Regions from separate parts of the Mus musculus genome. Here all the other regions are linked to region 3. Evidence: chromatin contacts called from public HiCAR-type and HiChIP or PLAC-seq data. All regions are on one chromosome and are shown on one strand. Each heading gives the region's core, a stretch centred on a gene start, on an enhancer-like site or on the middle of the called end of the contact. The rest is flanking DNA. Distances are from core to core; before and after follow the strand shown. Region 1 has its middle 26 kb from the start of Zfp638. Region 2 holds the start of Zfp638 (zinc finger protein 638). Region 3 holds the start of Exoc6b (exocyst complex component 6B). Region 4 holds the start of Dysf (dysferlin). Region 5 overlaps Dysf (dysferlin).

Evidence for each region. HiCAR-type assays count read pairs that join an accessible place to other places. HiChIP or PLAC-seq counts read pairs in DNA pulled down with a chosen protein or histone mark.
Region 1: a contact with region 3 is called in an H3K27ac HiChIP or PLAC-seq map of embryonic stem cells, with 2.5 times the contacts expected there. The contact joins the enhancer-like site here to the promoter of Exoc6b in region 3. A contact is called at or near these places in 8 of 39 promoter capture datasets (the 3T3-L1 cell line, 3T3-L1-derived adipocytes, the HPC-7 cell line and 4 more), 6 of 115 datasets of contacts at active chromatin or transcription factors (astrocytes, embryonic forebrain, embryonic stem cells and 1 more) and 1 of 9 other capture datasets (embryonic stem cells).
Region 2: a contact with region 3 is called in a HiCAR-type map of astrocytes, with 6 times the contacts expected there. The contact joins the promoter of Zfp638 here to the promoter of Exoc6b in region 3. A contact is called at or near these places in 5 of 39 promoter capture datasets (3T3-L1-derived adipocytes, cranial neural crest, frontonasal cranial neural crest and 2 more), 3 of 115 datasets of contacts at active chromatin or transcription factors (astrocytes, pro-B cells and stem cell-derived neural progenitor cells) and 1 of 9 other capture datasets (embryonic stem cells).
Region 4: a contact with region 3 is called in a HiCAR-type map of astrocytes, with 4 times the contacts expected there. The contact joins the promoter of Dysf here to the promoter of Exoc6b in region 3. A contact is called at or near these places in 2 of 39 promoter capture datasets (cranial neural crest and hippocampal neurons) and 4 of 115 datasets of contacts at active chromatin or transcription factors (astrocytes, embryonic forebrain, pancreatic cancer cells and 1 more).
Region 5: a contact with region 3 is called in an H3K27ac HiChIP or PLAC-seq map of embryonic stem cells, with 5 times the contacts expected there. The contact joins the enhancer-like site here to the promoter of Exoc6b in region 3. A contact is called at or near these places in 8 of 39 promoter capture datasets (the 3T3-L1 cell line, 3T3-L1-derived adipocytes, cranial neural crest and 5 more), 4 of 115 datasets of contacts at active chromatin or transcription factors (astrocytes, embryonic stem cells, forebrain and 1 more) and 1 of 9 other capture datasets (embryonic stem cells).

What each region holds. Positions count from the first base shown.
Region 1 is chr6:83,886,777-83,890,379 of GRCm38.p6, forward strand. It overlaps a transcript of Zfp638 not described here. Among named protein-coding and RNA genes, the nearest start is that of Zfp638, 26 kb to the right of the region's middle. Within about 2 kb of position 2,270, at least 30 of the 459 cell types and tissues checked have an H3K27ac peak or open chromatin away from gene starts, as enhancers often do. A contact at or near this core is called in 3T3-L1-derived adipocytes and embryonic stem cells, where this site is marked.
Region 2 is chr6:83,911,730-83,915,685 of GRCm38.p6, forward strand. It overlaps Zfp638 (zinc finger protein 638), which reads left to right and starts at 2,624. Exons shown (of 27, transcript NM_001355286.1): 1 at 2,624-2,750.
Region 3 is chr6:85,067,840-85,071,488 of GRCm38.p6, forward strand. Exoc6b (exocyst complex component 6B) reads right to left here and starts at 1,674. Exons shown (of 22, transcript NM_177077.2): 1 at 1,457-1,674. The coding sequence starts at 1,566.
Region 4 is chr6:84,017,261-84,021,275 of GRCm38.p6, forward strand. Dysf (dysferlin) reads left to right here and starts at 2,126. Exons shown (of 55, transcript NM_021469.3): 1 at 2,126-2,348. The coding sequence starts at 2,258.
Region 5 is chr6:84,057,533-84,061,500 of GRCm38.p6, forward strand. It overlaps Dysf (dysferlin), which reads left to right. Exons shown (of 55, transcript NM_021469.3): 4 at 887-992. Among named protein-coding and RNA genes, the nearest start is that of Dysf, 40 kb to the left of the region's middle. Within about 2 kb of position 1,504, at least 26 of the 459 cell types and tissues checked have an H3K27ac peak or open chromatin away from gene starts, as enhancers often do. A contact at or near this core is called in embryonic stem cells, where this site is marked.

The DNA.
Region 1 (3,603 bases), core at 1,020-3,519, 1.2 Mb before region 3:
TGCCTCCCCAGTGCTGGGACTAAACCCAGCTATCTTCATTTTAAAGAGACTCTTCCTTATTGCAAATGTCTTTAGTTCTTTCAACATATTTATAATGGCTCCCGTGAGGTCTTTTCTAAAATCCAATACCTAGGCCCGTTCTTAACAGGTTTCTGCTGTCCTTTTCCTCTGCACGAGTCATAGTTTATGTCTTCTTTACATGGCTTGTGATTTTTGTGGTTGAACATGTGACATCTGGGTAGATTCCTCCTCTCCCCTGGGGCTGTGCTTCTTCAGTGACCTGTGGGCACTGTTTGGTGAGGTCTGTGTTCTTTGTGATGGACAGCTCTTTACACCTGTCCTGTTACTCTGGAATAAACAGTGTTTTATCAGGTCTCTGATACAAGGCCTCTCTTGGTTTCAGTCAGTCCTGAGATTTGTTTGGTGACTTTGGTGTCGTTTCTGATCATGCTCCAAGGCACAAATTTCTCAGCGGTCTGACTCAATTAAACTTTCAGATCTTTGCTTGGGTGGTTTTTGAGAACAGCCCTTGATGCTTGTTTATGTCCCCTGAAGCACCTGTCATTCTCTGTCCCAGGTAAACTTGCTGGCCTATGGCATAACTCATGGACACCAACGCTGTCTGCTTCTTCCTCTAATTTCTCCAGATTTCTGAGACTTCCCTTAGGAGCAAACTTCCTATACTTGGCTCTGAATGAAATCAATTTCCCTTTATTCCCTCCTTGAAGACAGCTTGAATTCTCCATGTTTATGCCCTGCCCTTCCAGAAGTCTCTGGCCACTAATGCAGAACTAGTATTGGTGATAGTGGCCCACTTTTAGGCTGACTGCCCTGGTATATTCACAGTACTTTAGTCTTGGTGGGTAACTTTTGATCTTTTCAGTTTGCCTTTCTGAAATCTGAGGGGGTTCTTTTGTTTGTTTGTTTTTAGTTAAAGAAATGGTGTTTGTTTTCTTTTTCTTTTTCTTTTTCTTTTTCTTTTGGTTTTTCGAGACAGGGTTTCTCTGAATAGCCCAGGCTGTCCTGGAACTCACTTTGTAGACCAGGCTGGCCTCGAACTCAGAAATCTGCCTGCCTCTGCCACCCGAGTGCTGGGATTAAAGGCGTGCGCCAACAAGCCCGCCTTTGTGTTTGTCTTCTAATAAGCTTATTCTGACTTTGCATGTAGAAGAACTGCTAAGTCCACTGAGTGATTATTCCTGCTATTCAGTGTCTTGCACACTGGGAGCTGCAAACCAGTCTTTCACTTCAGTAGGGAACTGGGCATCAGGAGCAGAGGGTACCTCCTCATCTACAGACCTGTCGGCCACCTCATGTAAGGGTCCATGACTCACCAGAGAAGGATACCCTGGACTCAAATAGTATGTAAACGCAGAGTGTTTATGTTGTGTTTTATAAAAAGATAAGGAGAGAAGAATATGTTTGATGGATGTGTAGTCAGTCAGGTGTGGGGGAAGGGGTGCCTCTGCAGGCCCATGATGAGGCATCCCTTCACCCTGAGGGACCAGCCACATGATGGTATAGTATAGAAGAGAGTTTATTCAGGGTATGGGGAGGGGAGTTGAGGAAGTAGAGACAGAGAATGGCAGAGAGAGAGAGAGAGAGAGAGAGAGAGAGGAAGAAGGAGGAGGAGGAGAAAGAGGAGGAAGAGGAGGAGGAAGAAGAGGAGGAGGAGGACGAGTAAGAAGAAGAAGAAGAAGAAGAAGAAGAAGAAGAAGAAGAAGAAGAAGAAGAAGAAGAAGAAGAAGAAGCTGCCGGCCATGAGCATGTGGGAAGGGGATGGGGAGAGAGAAGGGAAGGGGCAAGAGGACAGGGCTAGAGCAAGAAGGCAAGAGAGAGAGAGGAGGGGGCAAGCAGCCCCTTTTATAGCAAGTCAGACAGACCTGGCTATTGTTAGGTAACTGTGGAGTGGGGCATAGACAAAATACCAACAGTTTTATTTTGCAGAGGTCCAGCAAGCTGAGGTCTCCCATGACCAAGACAGAGAGAAAACCAAGTGAGTTTGCAGGCCTGATTTAAAGCACGTTAGGTAATTCTGGGGTAGGTGGCCTATATGTTAATCTGTTGGGTCCATCTCTATGGACATTCCATTACTGGGGTGTGGGACCTAGAAACCTGCTTGGGATGTCTGGAAACTATTGCTGAAGAAATAGCTGAGGAAATCTTGAAACTTGTGCTGACTCATTGTCCTTGTTTCAGGCCAGATGGCAGGGCAGCTTCTGAGGCCTGGACTTGCCTGGAATTGCCCAGTTCTTGGAAACAGATTTAGGCCTAGACTCCTTGACTAACAATTTGAAGCCTGTCATGGAATCAGCCGAGCCCTCTCACTCAGACTGTGTAGTCCATTCACCCTGAATTCCTCCTTGGTCACTGCCTTTCAGCAGTAGCCTACTTCTCCCTTTTTAGTCTCTTTGGGAATCTCTATAGAAGTAGAGATCAGGCATGAACTCCCACAAGTGCTGACAGGAGACAGTGCTGCTCATGTGTAGGTCTTCCTGGACCAGCTTCCACCTCAACAGATTGCTGAGTTCTCACTGTCATATAGGATAGCAATGTCCACAAGCACTGTTATAGAGTAGTAGTAGGCAGGGTAAAACCCTCCAGAAGAGATTGGTGATAGGTGCTGGATCAGTCTCCTGCTTGGATCTGGTTATTGGAAGTCCCAGGATTGAAATAGCGCATAGTAAGACAGGCTCCTATGTAGTAGGAAACTAGCACAGCCAGGATCTCTGGAGGATGGAAAAGTCTCAGCAGGGTGGTTTACTTTGTTTTTGCAGTGCCTGGGATTAAACCCAGGGCCTCAAGAAGTGTTCTTCCTACCACTGAGCTGCAATGCCTAGCCTTCCATAATTTTTGAGACTCACACAATTATCTGGGCAGGCCTTTAACTAAGTCTTTAATACAACACAGGCTTGCTTTGAAAATACAAAATACAGTGGCAAAGAATACACATTAGCATTCCAAAAAAGGAGGAAAGGGACCATAGTAAGGAAATATGGGACTAAGATAAGATGAAAAACCAGCGGGGCAAACTCCAAACTGTGTACCTTCACATCTAATGTCAAAATACTCTCCAGGTCTCCAAAACACAGTTCTTTTTCTTGGGCTGGTTTCACTCTCTGTTAGCAGCTTTCCTGGGCATGTAACCCCCTGGCTCAGGCATCGCCAAGGCAATCCAGGCTTCAGCTTTACACAATGACATCTCTAGGCCTCCATGAAGGAACACTCCTGACACATGCCTGTTTTTTTTTTCCCCTTAATTGAGAAGGGAGAGTCCATATCTTTTTTCTTGTATCCTTGACTCTAAAGCTAAAACCAAGTGGCAGAAGTTCCGCTGCTTACTGAGGCTAGAACATGGTCTCCTCGTTCAGTTACATATTCATTATTTTCATTAGTTTTCTGTTTTCAATTTTTTTTCCCCATTGCCTAAGCTTGGCTGTTCTGAAACTCAGTCTATAGGCCAGGTTGGCCTTGAACTCAGAGATCTGTCTACCAGGCTCTGCCTTCTAAGTACTGGGATTAAAGATGTGTACCCCAACACCCACCCCCACCCCCACCACACCTGGTCCTAAGCTTTTCTTTAATTCCTGTTTACAAGTTGGA
Region 2 (3,956 bases), core at 1,374-3,873, 1.2 Mb before region 3:
TGTAACTTTGAAAACATCTACAGGAGGCTAAATAAAACTTATTTCTGTAATTAAAAAACTAGCATTCAGGGCTAGGAAGCAGGAGTGGATGGGTGGGGCGCAGGGGGAGAGGGGAGGGTATAGGGGATTTTCGGAGAGGAAACTAGGAAAGGGGATAGCATTTGAAGTGTAAATAGAGAAAATATCTAATAAAAGAAAAATAATTTGAAATTAAAAAAAAACTAGTATTCATAATGACCACAAGTTTGATTGACTACTAACTTGCATTTCTTAATTATCCTAAACAGTTTGTAATAGTAGGTTTTAAGGCCTAGAACTTTACATCACATTTTAAAATGAGTTGCAATGGTACAATACCTTAAACAGGAGTCAAAACATACAGTACATGAAATATATGTAATGAAATAGAACCTTAAATTTCTACCAATATATACAACTCTAAGCCAATCTAAATATTTAGCTTGTTGATGCTCTTTATTTCAAAAGTTGATTCAATAATCTACCCTTTTGTCCTATTATTCCTATATCTCCCCCCTTTTTTTCCATCCCCTCTTCCCCCCCTTCCCCCTAACACTAGGTAGGAGAGAAAAAAGGATAAAGAGAAAAAGAGGAGATCCTTGAATCTAACCTCCTATACTTGGTTTCCTTCCTGATCACGACCATTTACAACTTGTGATCAACCCCCCTTTAATGATGACAAACTTCCATCACCCATGAAATGACCATAAAACCACCCACCCCACCTTTTGGGAGTGAGGCTATCATTCTCTTAAATTGCCTCCAGCTGTCTGGGGTGAGGGCATCCTCTGGGGGCCCTAAGAAAATTGAGATATGGGCCAAGTTCTGGGAAAGCTAGCTTTATCATTTGCTGTCAATCCCTATGTGATGGGAAAGTGCAGAGCATAACTGAAGCTCTGGCTGGAACAATCCTCGAGACTGGACCAATTGAGCTAGCTGTCTGCTGCCAAGCGTGTACCTAAAGCCTTATGGGGGGTTCCCTATGATCTGTTGACTGAGGGAGAGAAGTCTAGGACCTGGCTTACTGGCAGTCCTGAACATTATACCTGCACCACCAAGAAGTGGACAGCTGCAGCATTACAACTCCTTTCTGGATTGTAGTTCATTCCAGAGTCCATATAGACCCATTAAACGTTGTGCTTCTTTCTGGATGGTGGGAGGATCCAGGTACAGTAACTTACCTTTCACCTTGGAAGGAATATCTCTGCTTGCTCCACACCACTGGACTCCTAAAAATTTCACCGAGGAGGATGGTTCTTTAATTTTTATTTTTTTTAATTTGTAATTTCTTGTTTTTTTGTTTGTTTGTTTGTTTTTTTTGTTTTGTTTTTTTTTGTTTTTTGTTTTTTTTTTCAAGACAGGGTTTCTCTGTGTAGCCCTGGCTGTCCTGGAACTCACTCTAGACCAGGCTGGCCTCGAACTCAGAAATCCACCTGCCTCTGCCTCCCAGGTGCTGGGATTAAAGGCAGTTCACCACTGTCCTGCAGTCCTTTAATTTTTTTGAACTAGCTTATATTGGCATAACTGAGTCAATTTAAAAAGATAGAACATTGAAGAAAACAGTTAAAAAAATTTTAGCCCAATCTTTTTCATGGGTAAAATCAATCAGGATTATAGATGTTCACCACTCAGGTAGTTTATTTTTTGAATTCTGAAATGATATAAAAATTTTTCAATATTAGTCTTTTGACTTAAACTTTTTTTTTAGAATTATTTATTTATTTTATGTATATGAGTACACTGTAGCTGTCTTCAGACACACCAGAAGCAGTCATCAGATCCCATTACAGATGGTTGTGAGCCACCATGTGGTTGCTGGAAATTGAACTCAGGACCTCTGGAAGAGCAGCTAGTGCTCTTAACAGCTGAGCCATCAATCAGTTCAGCCCTTAACTTTTATTCCTTTCTAATTTCCCATTTTATTATTCTATCTATTTTGTGTTGTTTGAGACAGGGATGTGTAGCTTTGGTTGTCCTGGAACATCTTCTGTAGACCAGGCTGGCTTCTTTCCCAGATTTCTGCCTGCATCTTGCCTGTCAAGTGCTGAGATTAAAGGCCTGTACCAACACTGCACGGTGTAATTTCCCATTTAAGAGGTGGGAGATAAGGGCTGGAGAGATGGCTCAGTGGTTAGGAGCACTGACTGCTATTCTGAAGCTCACGAGTTCAAATCCCAGCAACTACATGGTGACTCACAACCATTCCTAATCTGGGGTGCCTGAAGACAGCTACAACGTACTTGGGTGTGGAGGCACACACTTATAATTCCAACAGTTGGAAGGCAGAAGCAGGTGGGATCTATGTGAGTTCAAAGTTCCAGACCTTTTCTTTAAAAAGGGGGCGATGGGAGTGAGCAGTAAAAGCGAGAATATGTTAATAAGTGAATGTTACGTTGTGATACTGAGGGAATAGTAATCAGAGAAGGCTTCATGGAAGAGAAGAGGGATGGTTTGCAGGTTCTAAAATCTTGAGTGATGTTACCCAGACCGCTGCAGGTGTAGGACCAGCCATAGCTGGCGATCGCCCCCTTCTGGCAGAGGGCGGCCTTGTCCCCCGACAGCGTCTCTGGAGAACGCGGAGCCTGAGGCACGCAGGCGCAGTGAGCGGACGAGGGCTTTAGGCGAAGATGCGCATGCGTGTAGTCCCATGGAGGCGGTAGCTGCTTCATCGCGGTGACTGGAGGCCGAGTGCTAAACTGTGTGGGGCACGGATGGGATCCAGCTGTTAGTCGGTAGGCATAGGTAGGGCCGCTGCCTTGCGGGGAGCCGGGGACTGGAAGGCAGAGGTCCTTAGCGCAGGCCCCGAGCGGTCCCTGCCAGGTCGCGGTCGACTATTGTATGTGTCGCAGCCGCTGCGTACAAGATGGCGGCGGCGGGGCGGGTGGAGCTGAGGGACCCCGGGTGGGCCTCGGCCGTGGCCTGTTTCCCCTCGCCACTCGCCGACCGCGCCGTCGCGCCGCAGTGCCCGTGGGCGCAGCCGCCGGATGCTGCTGCTCTGAGGAGGAGCGGGCGGCGCCCTCGGGGAGTCCGGCTGCCCCTTCCCCAGCGCCGCGGGTCTGCCGCTCCCCAGGCCTGACAGCTAGCGGGAAGACCGCCGCGTGCCCGAGCGCCTTTCGGAGCCCCGCGGGCCGCGTGCGCCCTTAGTCGGGCTGGAAGAGCTTCCTTGCAGGGGGCTGGGAGCGGGGTGTGCGGGCTGTTGTGGGCCAAGCGCCCCAGTGAGCACCGAAGCCGAGATTGTCGGCCCTGGGATGTCGTCGAAAATGGCGGTGACACTTCCACATTCTTAGAGGAGTCGTGAACACTGATGTGGGGATACATGCTTGTGTTGGTGTGGTTCCTAGCTTGGGGAAGAGCGGAGAGGTCTGTACACCGACTCTCATCCCCGAGGATGTGCCAGACGTCCTTTGTTGTTTGAAGTAATTGCCTATGAGGGAGTCTCAGTATTACAAAATCTTTGAGCTTGACAGTGATTGTAGCCTCGAGCTATTTAATATTAAAATTACCCTTTGGCAGTTTGGGAATTCTGGAAGGCGCACTCAATGTGAAAAGTTCTGAAGAAAAGCTTCTTACCAGGATCCACCCGACCATGTGGAGTCAATCTTTCCTAACCAGTTTGGAAATTGTTCACTCTCACATAAAATTCTCCCTCTCTTCATTTTGTGTATGATGGGTTAACTTGTTTTTCAGGGGAGTTGTGTTTACTGCTTAATTTTAGAAATTTAAAATGACAGACTGGAAAAAGATTACAAGAAAAATTAATGTAAAGCTGTTAACACAGAAAAATAAAGTTGTTTATTACATTTTTTCAAAATGTTATTAATGATTATACACTTAAGATTTAGTGGGCTCAAGCTGCTTTACAAATTTTGACTTTTATATTTCCATATTCTGTAATGTGTACTTTCATATTTGTAGAATCCAAAATGTAATATACTAAA
Region 3 (3,649 bases), core at 424-2,923:
ATATTAGTGAGTGACAACTGGGCTTTTAGAAAGGACTACGACGAAATGTAAATCACTGGCCTTTCCCACAAGAAAACAGTAAAGGAGAGGAGCACGACCAAGATCATGGTCATGATGTTGATTCAGAGGAAAAGGAATCAACTCTGTGAAAGAACTGGCACAATAAGAAACGGGAGTTAAAAATCACCTGGGGCAGGGGGAAAGATGGGGTTCAATTCAGTGGAAGAGCATTGTGTGGCATTCCAAGGCTCTGGGTTGTGGGGGTGGGCAGAGGGGAGGAAAGACAAACTATTAAGGACAGTTATTTCCAGGAATGACACTGAGAAAACTTGCTTGGCACCAAAAATGGAGCCTGGAGAAGAATGCTGTGCAAGTGAAGCTAAAAGTAAAAGTCCCAGTCTTGGTCACTCGTGACAGGGACAACTCTCCCCATGAAAATGCCAACACTGATTAGTGATGCTCTATGGAGGGAGGCGCATTGATATATATTGTACAAGGAGGGGTAAAGATGATTTTCAACTCATGTACTGAACAGAGACCAGAAAGTACTACAGGAAAGGATTGGAAGGAACTAGTTCTAGGACACCAGGAAACTGAGGGGGGGGGTGTTCAAAATTGGGCTTGCTGAATAATTTTCAACAGGAAGTACAGCAGATGGCAATCCGCAACTAAGGCAGAACAAAAGTAGCGAAGAATCTGTGGGCTGTGCACAGTTCAGCTGAAGAGGGCTTGCCTGGCACACTGCAAGACATTGTGTTCCATCCACAACACCACAAAAAAATTAAAAAGACGGAAAGGCAGGGTGTTCAGTGCAGTGTCTGAGCTGGGAACAAGAAACCCATTTCCCTTCCTCTGCGACCTTGGATAAGTCACTCCTCTTCCAGGCATCTCGTCTGATACAGAGGGAACGGTAACTGTACCCCAGCGGTAGGATTGCTCAACGGCTTCCATAGATGTGTTTGCACATTAACTCACACAATGCCTCACGCTCTGTGTAACAAGTGCAAGGTAAGTAAGCCGAGAAAGGCCGGGTACGTCCTGACATCTCCACGGGCAATGCAGGTGGAAGCTCTCGGAGAAGGTGTCAGGGGAGGGAGCACAGAGCATGTCCAGGTAGTGGCAAGGTCCTGAGACTACACCTGGACTGGGTCGTCCTCACGAACTGGGCTCTCAGGCGAGGGAAGGTGGGAGGACACTTCCTCCAGGACCGAGAAAACCGGGACGCTCTCGGAGGACCTGTGATGGGCAGTTCCACAGCGCGCAGAGCCGGCGCTTGCTCCTGACTGAAGAGCAGCTAACCAAAGGGAGCGGCGGCCCAGTAGAGCCGCGCCTCACCCTTTCTCCTCAGAGTAGCTCCCCAGCAGGGCCTCGCCCAGGACGCGGGACACCCGCGACTCTCCCCACAGCCAGCCGCCGCGCTCCGCCTGCTCCAGCCGACCCGGCCCCGCCCCAGTACCTGAGCGTGGGCCCGATGCAGGCCGTGTCTGTGCTCTCGATCTCCCTCAGGATCCGCTCGTGCTCCGCCGCCGTCTCCAGGCTCTCCTCCGCCATCTTCGCCCGCTCCATCGCAGGGCGCTGCCGCGCGGCCCTCTCTCAGCGAGTACCCCACGATCCCTCTGCCCAGGATCTGCGGCCGCTGGGCCAGCACCCCGCAGCGCGACCCCGCCCTCGGATGCCACGCCCCCTGGCGTCAGCCGGGCCGCGAGCGTCGCGCGCAGCCCACTGGGATTCGTAGTTCTCTGGGTCAGGCTGAACTGGATTCTGCCCATTCACACACACTGAATCTGCGCAAATTGCCTCTACTTTGATATAGATGCAGAGCTTTACGACACATGTATACAGTGACATCAAATCAGGCAGTGGTACTAACCCAGCACATTTTTTTAAAATCGTTTATGTGTATTTTGCTTGTATGTATATCTGTGCACTACATGTATGCATGGTACCCAAGGAAATCAGCAGAAGGTGTCAGATCACCTGGGACTGGAGTTACAGATGGTTGTGATGTCACTAGTAGGTGCAGGGAAGAACCACAGTGTTCAGTGTTTATCAGCTGAGTCTTCTCTCCAGCCCCTAATATGAAGCCCAGGCTGGCCTTGCACTCATGATCATCCTGTTTCCACTTCTTCTTCTTCTTTTTTTTTTTTTTTTAGATTATAATATAATTATAAGATTTCTCCTTTCCCTTTCCTCCCTTCAAAGCCTCCTACATACCCCTTCCCCACTCCTCTTCAAATTCATGGCCCCTCTATTCACTGTTATTGTATGCATATATGCATATAAATATATACCTAAATATGTTCAGTTTGTATAATGTAACTTGAATGTATGTTTTCAGTACTGGCTGTTTCTGCCTCCACCTCTTAATCATTTCCTATGAGCAAGACCCACCACAACCAGCTTTCTTTTCTTTTCTTTTTTTCTCTTGAGAAAAGGTCCCATTATGTAGTCCTAGATAGAATTGAAATTCATTATGTAGATAAGATTGGCCCTGAACTCACAGATACCTACCTGCCTCAGCCCTCCAAAGTTCTGTATTTAAAGACATCTACCACCACATTTGGCCTTTTTTTATTATTAAAATAAAATTACATCGTTTTTCTACATTCCTTTTTCTTCCTTCCAGTCTACCTATGCACCCCTCACCTCCCACCCCAAAATCCTGGCCTTCTCTTCTCTAATTGTGTGTGAAGATGTGGATGTGTGTCTACACATAAATATACAGTTACAAGCTACTGAGTTGTTCAGTGTTGCATATATGTGATTTCAAGGCTGGCCACTTGGCATTGGATAACCAGCATAGAGGGCTCCCATAGAGAAAGACTCTCTTTCTCTCTCTCTCTCTCCTTTACTTGCCTGTAGTTCATAGGTGAATCTTCCCTGTAGTTTTTAGGAAACACAATCTCACAGCACATTTCCTGATCCTCTGGCTTTGAAATCTTTCTGACCCTCTCTTCAGAAATGTTTCCTGAGTCTTGGGTGCAGGAGTTGTGTTGTAGATGTAACCATTGGGACTGAGAACTCCATGGTCGTTCTTCTCTGTATTCTGACTGTTTGTGGTTTTCTGGAATGGTCACTGTCTGTTGCAAGAAACTTCTTTGGTGAGGTTGGGAGCCACACCTAAACTGTGGTTATAAGGTTATTTAGAATGCTATTAGCAATTATACTGGTTTACTACAGTAGCAGTAGTAGGTTCCCCTCTAAGATCCATAACCACACTAGCCCCAGCTAGTTTACTAGGCTTCCAATACCAGGAATGATTTCCCCCATGCCAAGTGGGCTTTAAATGCAATTAGACATCTTCTGGTTACAACCAAAGTATGATGGCCATTATTGTGCCTTTGGGGATCTCTGACTATGCTGGTAGTTGCTGTAGTTCTTAGGACTGTTGGTTGTCTCCCTCTACTAGTACTTGGAATAGCACCTTCTAGTTCTATGAAAGTTAGTCCTCAGGGAAGAGGTTTTCAGGGCAGATCCAGCTCTAGGTCCTATGTTCAAACTGCACAGTGTCTTCAGCAATAGAGACTTAGCCTCAACCTCTGGCAACCAGGGGCAATGGCAATAGCCTGTATTGTTTCAGGAATCTCTTGGGCTACCCTGACCAACAATTCAAAAGGTGGCTTCTTGTATCGAGTACTGGATTTTTTTT
Region 4 (4,015 bases), core at 876-3,375, 1.1 Mb before region 3:
GCTTGGTCTACAAAGTGAGTGCCAGGACAGCCAGGGCTACACACAGAGAAACCCTGTCTCGAAAAACCAAAAAAAAAAAAAAAAAAAAAAAAACAAAAAACAAACAAAAAAAAACAGCAATCCACAGCAATTCTGCTATGAGAAAACTGGCTGCCAAGGGAGAGGAGCATAGTCAGAGAGAGTAAGAGAAGGTCCTAGCAGCCAAAGAAGGTTCTGGATTCTCCTTCCTACTTGTCTTTCACCATGCCCCACTCCAGTGAGGATTGCTGGCCCTCGCAGGGGCCTTCCTCTTCTTGAGAGCATGTCCCACCGTGCCTAGAGTTGCAGCTGCTGCCATCTGCTGTCTGTGTTGTCTGATGTGGCATCACCAGCTAGAGCTGACCAATGAGGAGTGTGGAGTTCAATGACCTCTTAGTGAACTGTTTAGAAGACATTTATAGACAGCCCCATGCCATGTGCAGAACCCTGTTTCAGGTACTACGAAGGTTACAGTAGCTAAGCAAAGCTCCCCTAGTTTCTTAGAGACTGCCCAATATTCTAATGGAAATGTGGGAAAGAGATACGGTGTAGACATTACCTAGCTATTGCTGCTGAAAAGCAACATGCAAGGGAGTCTTGGGGTCCGGGAAGGTGCCATGTGGCTCAATTGATAGAACACTTTCCTAGTTTGAGCTCCAGATTGCATAAAGTGGGCACTTTGGTGTATGCCTATAATCCCAGCACTGAGGAAGGGGTGGTAAGAAGATCCAAAGTCCAAGGTCCAGTGCTCAAGGCCACCCTGATCCTAGAGTGGATCTGCAAAGGAAGAGCAAGAGACAGCACTCCAGTCAGAGTGAACAGCGCATCAGAACCCAAAGGGTGCTGGCCTGGCGCTTTTTTTTTTTCCCCAAGATAGGATTTCTCTGTAGTTTTGGCTGTTCTGGAACTTACTCTGTAGAGCAGGCTGGCCTTGAAGTCACAGAGATCTGCCTGCCTCTGCCTCCTAAGTGCTGGGATTAAAGGTGTGTGCCACCAAATGGTTTACATTTCTTTTAAAAATAATTATTTATGGAGAACCTGCTCCATCAGGATCTTTTTGTTTCCTCCTCCTCCTCCTCCCCTTCCTCCTCCCCCCGCCTCTTCTTTTTCTTCTTTGGCCATATTTTCAAGCAGAGCCCATAGGCTCTTTTTGGTGGTGTGTTAAGATTTGAAAGCATGACTGAATAGTTCAGGAGAGTAGAGGAGGAAATGGAAATAGAGTTTGGAGGCTCTTTCAAAAGGTAATGCAAAAAGAGCGTGTGGTTGGCGTTTAGGCTGAGTGGTGTGGTTCCCACATGTGTGTGCTGTCAAGAGAGAGGGAGACTGGGCAACTTGAGAATCGCTGTCTGACCGCTAAGCATCCACATAAGCAGAGTTGGTTGTCTGCCCTGCCAAGTCATACAGGGAGCAGGTGTGGAGGGCACGAGCAGGATATCCCCTCTGAAAGTGTTGTGTCCCTCAAAATGAAAAGGGCCGGGACCATGCCCCCGCCCCACCCCCATTTACCTGCTGGAGTGTGTGGGGGTGGAGGTGGGGAAGAGAAGCTTGGGTGCTGTTGGGAAGGATCTTCCTAAGCTGTTACAGGATCAGACAACACACAGATGCGTGCTCAGGACTGGAATGACTTAAGGGTCGTGACTTTAGCAACTTTCTCAACCTTGGAGGGTGAAGAGTGCAAAGATTGTTGCAGTGGAGAACTGCAGGAAATCGAATGGGCAGCGACTGGGAACGTAGTGTGATTTGAGTTAGACCTCAACAACTCTAGGTGTCGCCAGGAGATTTCCGTGGCAGCTCACTAGCAGTTGTGCCTGGGTCACTGGGCACACAGTGCGCACTTATTCGGCGTTTACTGCGAGACTCTTTGGACCCGCGCTACCCCAGGCAACAACCCTGCCCTGTTCTTGCCAGCCACTCATCCAGTACCTCGCAGCAGCGTTTCCTTCTCTGGAGACCCTCAGAACAAGGCACCAGTGCCTGGTCCAGAGTAATTCCTTGCTCCTCCTTGGCCACCGCCCTGAGGGCGGACCCAGGCCGGGATGGAAGGAAGGATCCGCCCCCTGGGTGTACCTTATCCCACGCGCAGCCTCGCATTCTAAGCTGACCAAGTCTCCGCGGAGGCGCAGCAGAATCAACTGCTCTCTTGGCATAGCCATCCTGGATCTGAACTCTGGCAGGGCAGTAGTGACTGAGTCCTAAGCTCCTACTCCCTCTCCGTCCCACGCGCCTGGGCTGCGGAGCCATGCTCTGTTGCTTGCTGGCAAGGGCCAGCAACCTCCCCAATGTGAAGAAGGACCGGCGCAGCGATCCAGTTGCCAGCCTGATTTTTCGAGGTGAGAGTCCTGAAGCCACTTCATTCAGGCTTGGGTACCATCCGTTTGTTTCTCTGCATCTAGCTTTGGGGTCTGTGGGCCCAGATCAGACCAGGAATCCCGCCCCAGGACTGACAGCAAGGAAACAGCAAATGTTACAGAGTTTAGGAAAACTGGAAGTACTGTTCTAGGCCAGGAGTTATTACTTTCCCAAGACAGTACTCAGAAGGAAGAAAGGCTGGATAGTGGGCACAGGGTGGGTTGGAAGACGCAGAGGGTAGCGGTGTAATCAGGGCCACCACATAACTGAACTGGTTTGTGAGCGTTTTAATAGTGCTCTTTGAAAGTTACCGTCCCATCCATCTATCCATGAATCTGACTGAACACTGTCCGTTTGAATGGCCAAATCTCAACCAGAAGGAAGAGGAACTGAATACTATGGATGTGGCTTTGTCGCAGGAAGTCTGAGGAGTGTCTGGGATGTGGGATGCTTTCCAAATTCAAGTTGCTAAGTCTTGTGCTGCTTAGACCAGAAAGGGTTTCTCTGCTGAGACTACTTCTTCCTCCACATATCTGGCCCTTTCACTATGGCTTCAGGCAGATTCCCAAGGGAGGGGTGTCTCAGGAGGGGAAAGGGAAGAGGAAGGACCTGTCAAAATGAGAGAAGGGACAATAGTGGTGAGTCAGGACCCCAGTTCTGCAGAGAGAGATAAATAAGGAGAGGAGAGAGGGCTTCCTCTCACCAGGAGCTGTACCCCGGGGCTCTGCGGAAAATATATTTAAAAAGGAGAGCAGCGTGTAGAGAAACTGAGGCACGGCTTGTCACAAAAGTGTTAACCTTTGTGACAACAGTGGGGACATCAGGATTCCAAGGGTTTGTCCACTTTACATGCAGCCCCACCCCCAAATAATATGAGAGACAGGGACTGAGCTGAGCTCCAGATCACGTGTTTGTTCTTGGTCTCGGGTGGTCGCGGGTGACTATCCGGCTGATTCTTTTGCAAAGTGTGATTTGAAACATCCTAGGCCTCCCTGGTGTTTCACTGGTCAGGCTTGCCAGGGTGTTCCTGATGTCAGGAAACTTTCAGCAGGGTTCTTCCTTCTTTCTCCCCTGACCGTCTCTCAGCTGTCGCCCAGACTTTCACTATACGGAAATTGTTAGGGAAGTTGGGTATACCTCAGTGGTAGAGCACTTTTTTTGTGTGTGGTGTGTGTATATATGCATGTAGGAGAGGCTGGAGGACCTCTGGTCGAAGGCGCTGCTTAGGTTTGGTTTTGTTTTTTCTTCCTTTCTTTCTTTCTTTCTTTCTTTCTTTCTTTCTTTCTTTCTTTCTTTCTTTCTTTCTTCCTTCCTTCCTTCCTTCCTTCCTTCCTTCCTTCCTTCCTTCCTTTCTTTCTTTCTTGAGACATTTTGAGACATCTCATTGGCTTACAATTTCCCAGGTCAATGAAACGCCATAAAAACTGGTTGGCCCTGGAGCCCTAGGATTTTACCTGACTCTGTCACCCGTCAGTGCTGGGCTTACAAATATTTGCCACCACACCTAGGTTTTGTTTGTTTGTTTGTTTGTTTTAACATCCAGCTTTAGTCCTCTTGCTTGCTAGGCAACCAGTTTCCCTTATCAGGATCCTCGGCCTCTCACTGTTAGACCATTTTCCCATCATGAATTAAAAAGAGAAGCCCTTGG
Region 5 (3,968 bases), core at 254-2,753, 1.0 Mb before region 3:
GGTCTGTCTCCTAGACCAACACGTTTTCTCCCTGGGTATGAAGACAGGAAGGTGTCTTGCTTCTGATTTGTTAATTGGGGCTGTGCTTCCTGGGAAACTGGCGTAGACAGACTGGGTGGTGGGTTCAGCCAGCTGAGGCATGGGGGCATCAAAGGTGTGAACTGGGAAAACTGCCTCTGTCCCATGGTGATGCTGGCCCGGTTCATTAAGATCTGATGGCAGCACTAGGGGTGTGGCTCAGTTGAGAGAGTGCTTTGCAAAGCATGCGTGAAGCCCTGGGCTTGATCGCCAGCACTGTATAAACAGGGTGTGGTGGGGAGCACCTGCAATCCCAGCACTTGGGAGATAAAGGCAGGAGAGTCAGAAGATCAGGATCATTCTCAGCTACAGAGCCAGTTTGAGGTCAGCCTGGGCTACATGTGATCCTGTCTCTAAGTAAGTAAGTAAACAAATAAGTAAATAAGTAATCTGTCTGGTGAGAATCTGCCCCTACCCACGGCAATAGCATGGCTAGGCTTCTAAGGCCAGACAGAAAGAGGTTAAGGTTGAGCTTGGGGAAGGGAAGGGCAGGCGTCTCTGATCTCTCTCTTCTCCTTAAGATGGTACCATAGGAACTATCTTACATGGGTATATGCTACCAAGGGACCATCTCACATGAGTACATGTTACCATGGGAACCATCTTACATGGGTACATGCTATCATGAGAGCATCTCACATGGGTACATGTTACCACAGGAACCATCTTACATGCTACATGGCACTCATGGTACCGTGGGTACAGAGAAACCTTAAAGGACTCCGAAAGAACTAGGCGGTGGAGGAGGTAAGAGACGAGCCAGGCACATTAGGCTGGTTCTCACCCTTGGACTTCTTTGTCTTCCCAGGTTCCTGGGGGAAGCCAAGATCCCACTCCAGGAGGTCCTTGCCACCCCCAGCCTCTCTGCCAGCTTCAACGCACCTCTGCTAGACGCCAAGCAGCAACCCACGGGGGTAAATGTCTGCATGTCTCTGTCCATAGCCAGCTTTTGTTTGGGGCCCTGTGTCTTATGCCAGAGGCCAGCTCCTGGGAGCCAAGCATGGCTCTCCTTGGCTATAGGTTAGGGTGCTAGAAAAGATTCATGGTTGGGACCTGCAAGGCTCAACGAAGCCTGCCACGCCCCTACTTGGCTACTTCTGAGTCTAGCCTACTCCGTCACCTCCTGTCCTGTGTTCTAGTCAGCCTTGAGTGGCTTCCTTAGCCTGCCTGGCAGACTGCCCAGAATCATTGCCAGCTCCATTCTCCAGATAGGGAATATCTGAGTCATCTGGGTCACAGGTCACCAGGGGAGGGAGGCAGACAACTCTCCCCTGCCCACCTGGGGCCAGTCAAGACCCCTTCCTTTTCCTCTCTTGTCGGTCTAGCCCCTCCCCCAGCTTTCCCATTCTCTCCTAGTCTGCACAAACCATTCCCAGTCCTCCTTGCTGGCCTCCTGTTATTTTTAGTGGTCTAAATATACCCTTCAGGGTTCTTTCTTCCTGTTCACTAGGATTCTGGGTCTGTCTACATGACAGGATGCTACTGCTGAACCCGACATACTTCCCAGTGAAGCCTGCAGGGTTGTGGGCTGTCAGTCCTCATAGACAGGCTGTGCGTGCGTGCATGTGTGTGTGTGTGTGTGTGTGTGTGTGTGTGTGTGTGTGTGTGTGTGTGTGTGCATGCGTGCGTGCATGTATGTATGTATTTGAACCTTTGACTGGTTAGGAAAGTCGAGTTGGGACTAATTTGGGCTGGGCTGAATGAGACCATACTGGGTTCTTACTGGGAAAAGAGAGCCACTGGGGTTGCTTTCACGCAGTGTTTTCTGAAACGGTCTCAGTCACTTCCGGTGTCACCTGTTGCCTTCTCTTTGAGCTCTGCAGTCAGCTACATTAGTCTAGGAAGCCTCCAGTGGCATTTGAAGCTGACTCTTCTTGGACCCTGAGGAGACTCCTAGCTGTTTCTGCAGCCTGGTGCACCGAGCAGCTAGAGATATCAAGGTTTCTGTCAAGAGCAGCCCTTGGAGTCAAGAGACCTGTCTGGTGCTTTCCTGTTACCCTCTAGGTTGAAGCAGCTTCCTCCCTGTAGCCTTCAACCAAAGGCTCTTACCTTCCTGCCAAGATCTCCGCTCCTTTACTCCAAACCTAAGACACTGATGTTTTCCACACTTACTCCCTCCAAACTCACTGTGCTCTGGGATGGAACCTTTCAGCCTGGTTTCTGCAAACTGCATACTGAGGAAGGCTGGAAATGATCTGCAATCCCTGCCCTTGGCCTGGCTTTCATATTCTGTTTGCACTTCATACTCAAGCTGAGAACCTGCAGCCTCCTCTCCATTGTCCCCAGACCCCAGGCTGCCTGTGGAGCCTGACCATCCTTCACAATGACTCTAAGTTGAATACATGAAAGCCAGGATGTGGTGAATGGGAGAGAAGGGCTGGGCCCTGCTCAGTGAGCCACCTGCTAAGTCTGCACAGAGGTGGGGAGAGGCACGAGTGGTAAGGAGAGGTTAGCAGCTCACCTTGCGGCCTGGGATGCAGTCCTCACTCCCTGGAGAAGGTCCAGGAGCAGACTTCCACCTCTCTTACTTGTATCCCCCTGCCGTCCTGGTACAGCACAGGCAGGTGGGAAGAACCTCTGAGCTGGGGGTTCCTGCTAGGACCTGTGCTGCTGAGCAGAAGCCCTTTGCTTCTGGGGGACACCACTGGCTGACTCAGATCTTTTATTTTGAAGTGGTTTAAGTGTCTGGCTCAGATCTTTTATTTTGAAATGGTTTAAGTGTAGAAGCAGGGCTGGGGAGCTGCCACAGTCAGCTTGCCTTGCAATCTCGAGGTCCTGAGTTCCAATCCCCAAACCAACTTTGAATGAGATAGGTGTGGTGGGACAGTAATTTCAGCCTGGGGAAGGTGGAGCCAGGTGGATCCCTGGAGCTCACTGAGCAGTTGGCTGAGCCTAATGGGTGAACCCCAGGCCAATGAGAGAAACAAGATTGATGGATCCTGAGGGAGGCATGGTACCTTAGAATGACTTTGACCTTCACACACACACACACACACACATACACACACACACACACACACCACCACCACCACCACCACCACCACCACCACCACCAGCACCAAAGAAGCTGGTTTGATGGTTTATGCCTGTAATTCCAGCACTGGGAAGCCTGAAGCAGGATGACTCTATGAATTGGAGGCCAGCCTAGAAGACTTAGTGAAACCAAGGCCAGCACAGAATACAGAGGAGCATAGTGAGAGATTCTGTCAGAGAGTGGGAGAGAGAACCTTCTAAGAGGAGTCCAAACCACTCTGTGTCCTGGGTCACTTGAGACCACGTCACCACCGCCTAGCCATCTCCCTTGATGCCGGAGTGTGTATTTTGAGTGAAAGGCCTTCTCCGTAGCATCTCTTTCAAAGAGATGAAAGCCATATCGACGTAGAGCTCATCCGACGCACAGACCTCCTCGAGGCTCGTCAGTTGTGTGTGTTATTCTTATGTGTGTGCACACAGCAATGGAGGCCAAAGGTTGAGGTCCTTCACTCTCTATCTGATCTTTCGAGTCAGGGTCTCTGGCTGAATCTGGAGATCATGGATGTGGCTGGCTGACGAATGGGCTTCAGGGGTTTGTTGCCTCCACCCCACCGATGCAGTGGTAATATAGGTGTGTGCACCAGACCTGCTTTACGTGATGCTGGGATTGAACCCAGGGTTTCATGCATGTTATTGGGACCTGGACCTTAGTCTTCTGGAAGACCAGCAAGGGCTCTTAACCTCTGAGCCACTTTCCCCAGCTCCTTACTGTCCCTTCGATGTGTTTCTGTAGTTTATTGAGACCTTCCTGGAACAAAAAGATAGTCTAGGATTATCTTGTACAATTACTTATTTCTCCAAAGAGCCCCAGTGGTTCATCAGTCATAGGAAGGAGGGCACTGGGGTCTATTAATACT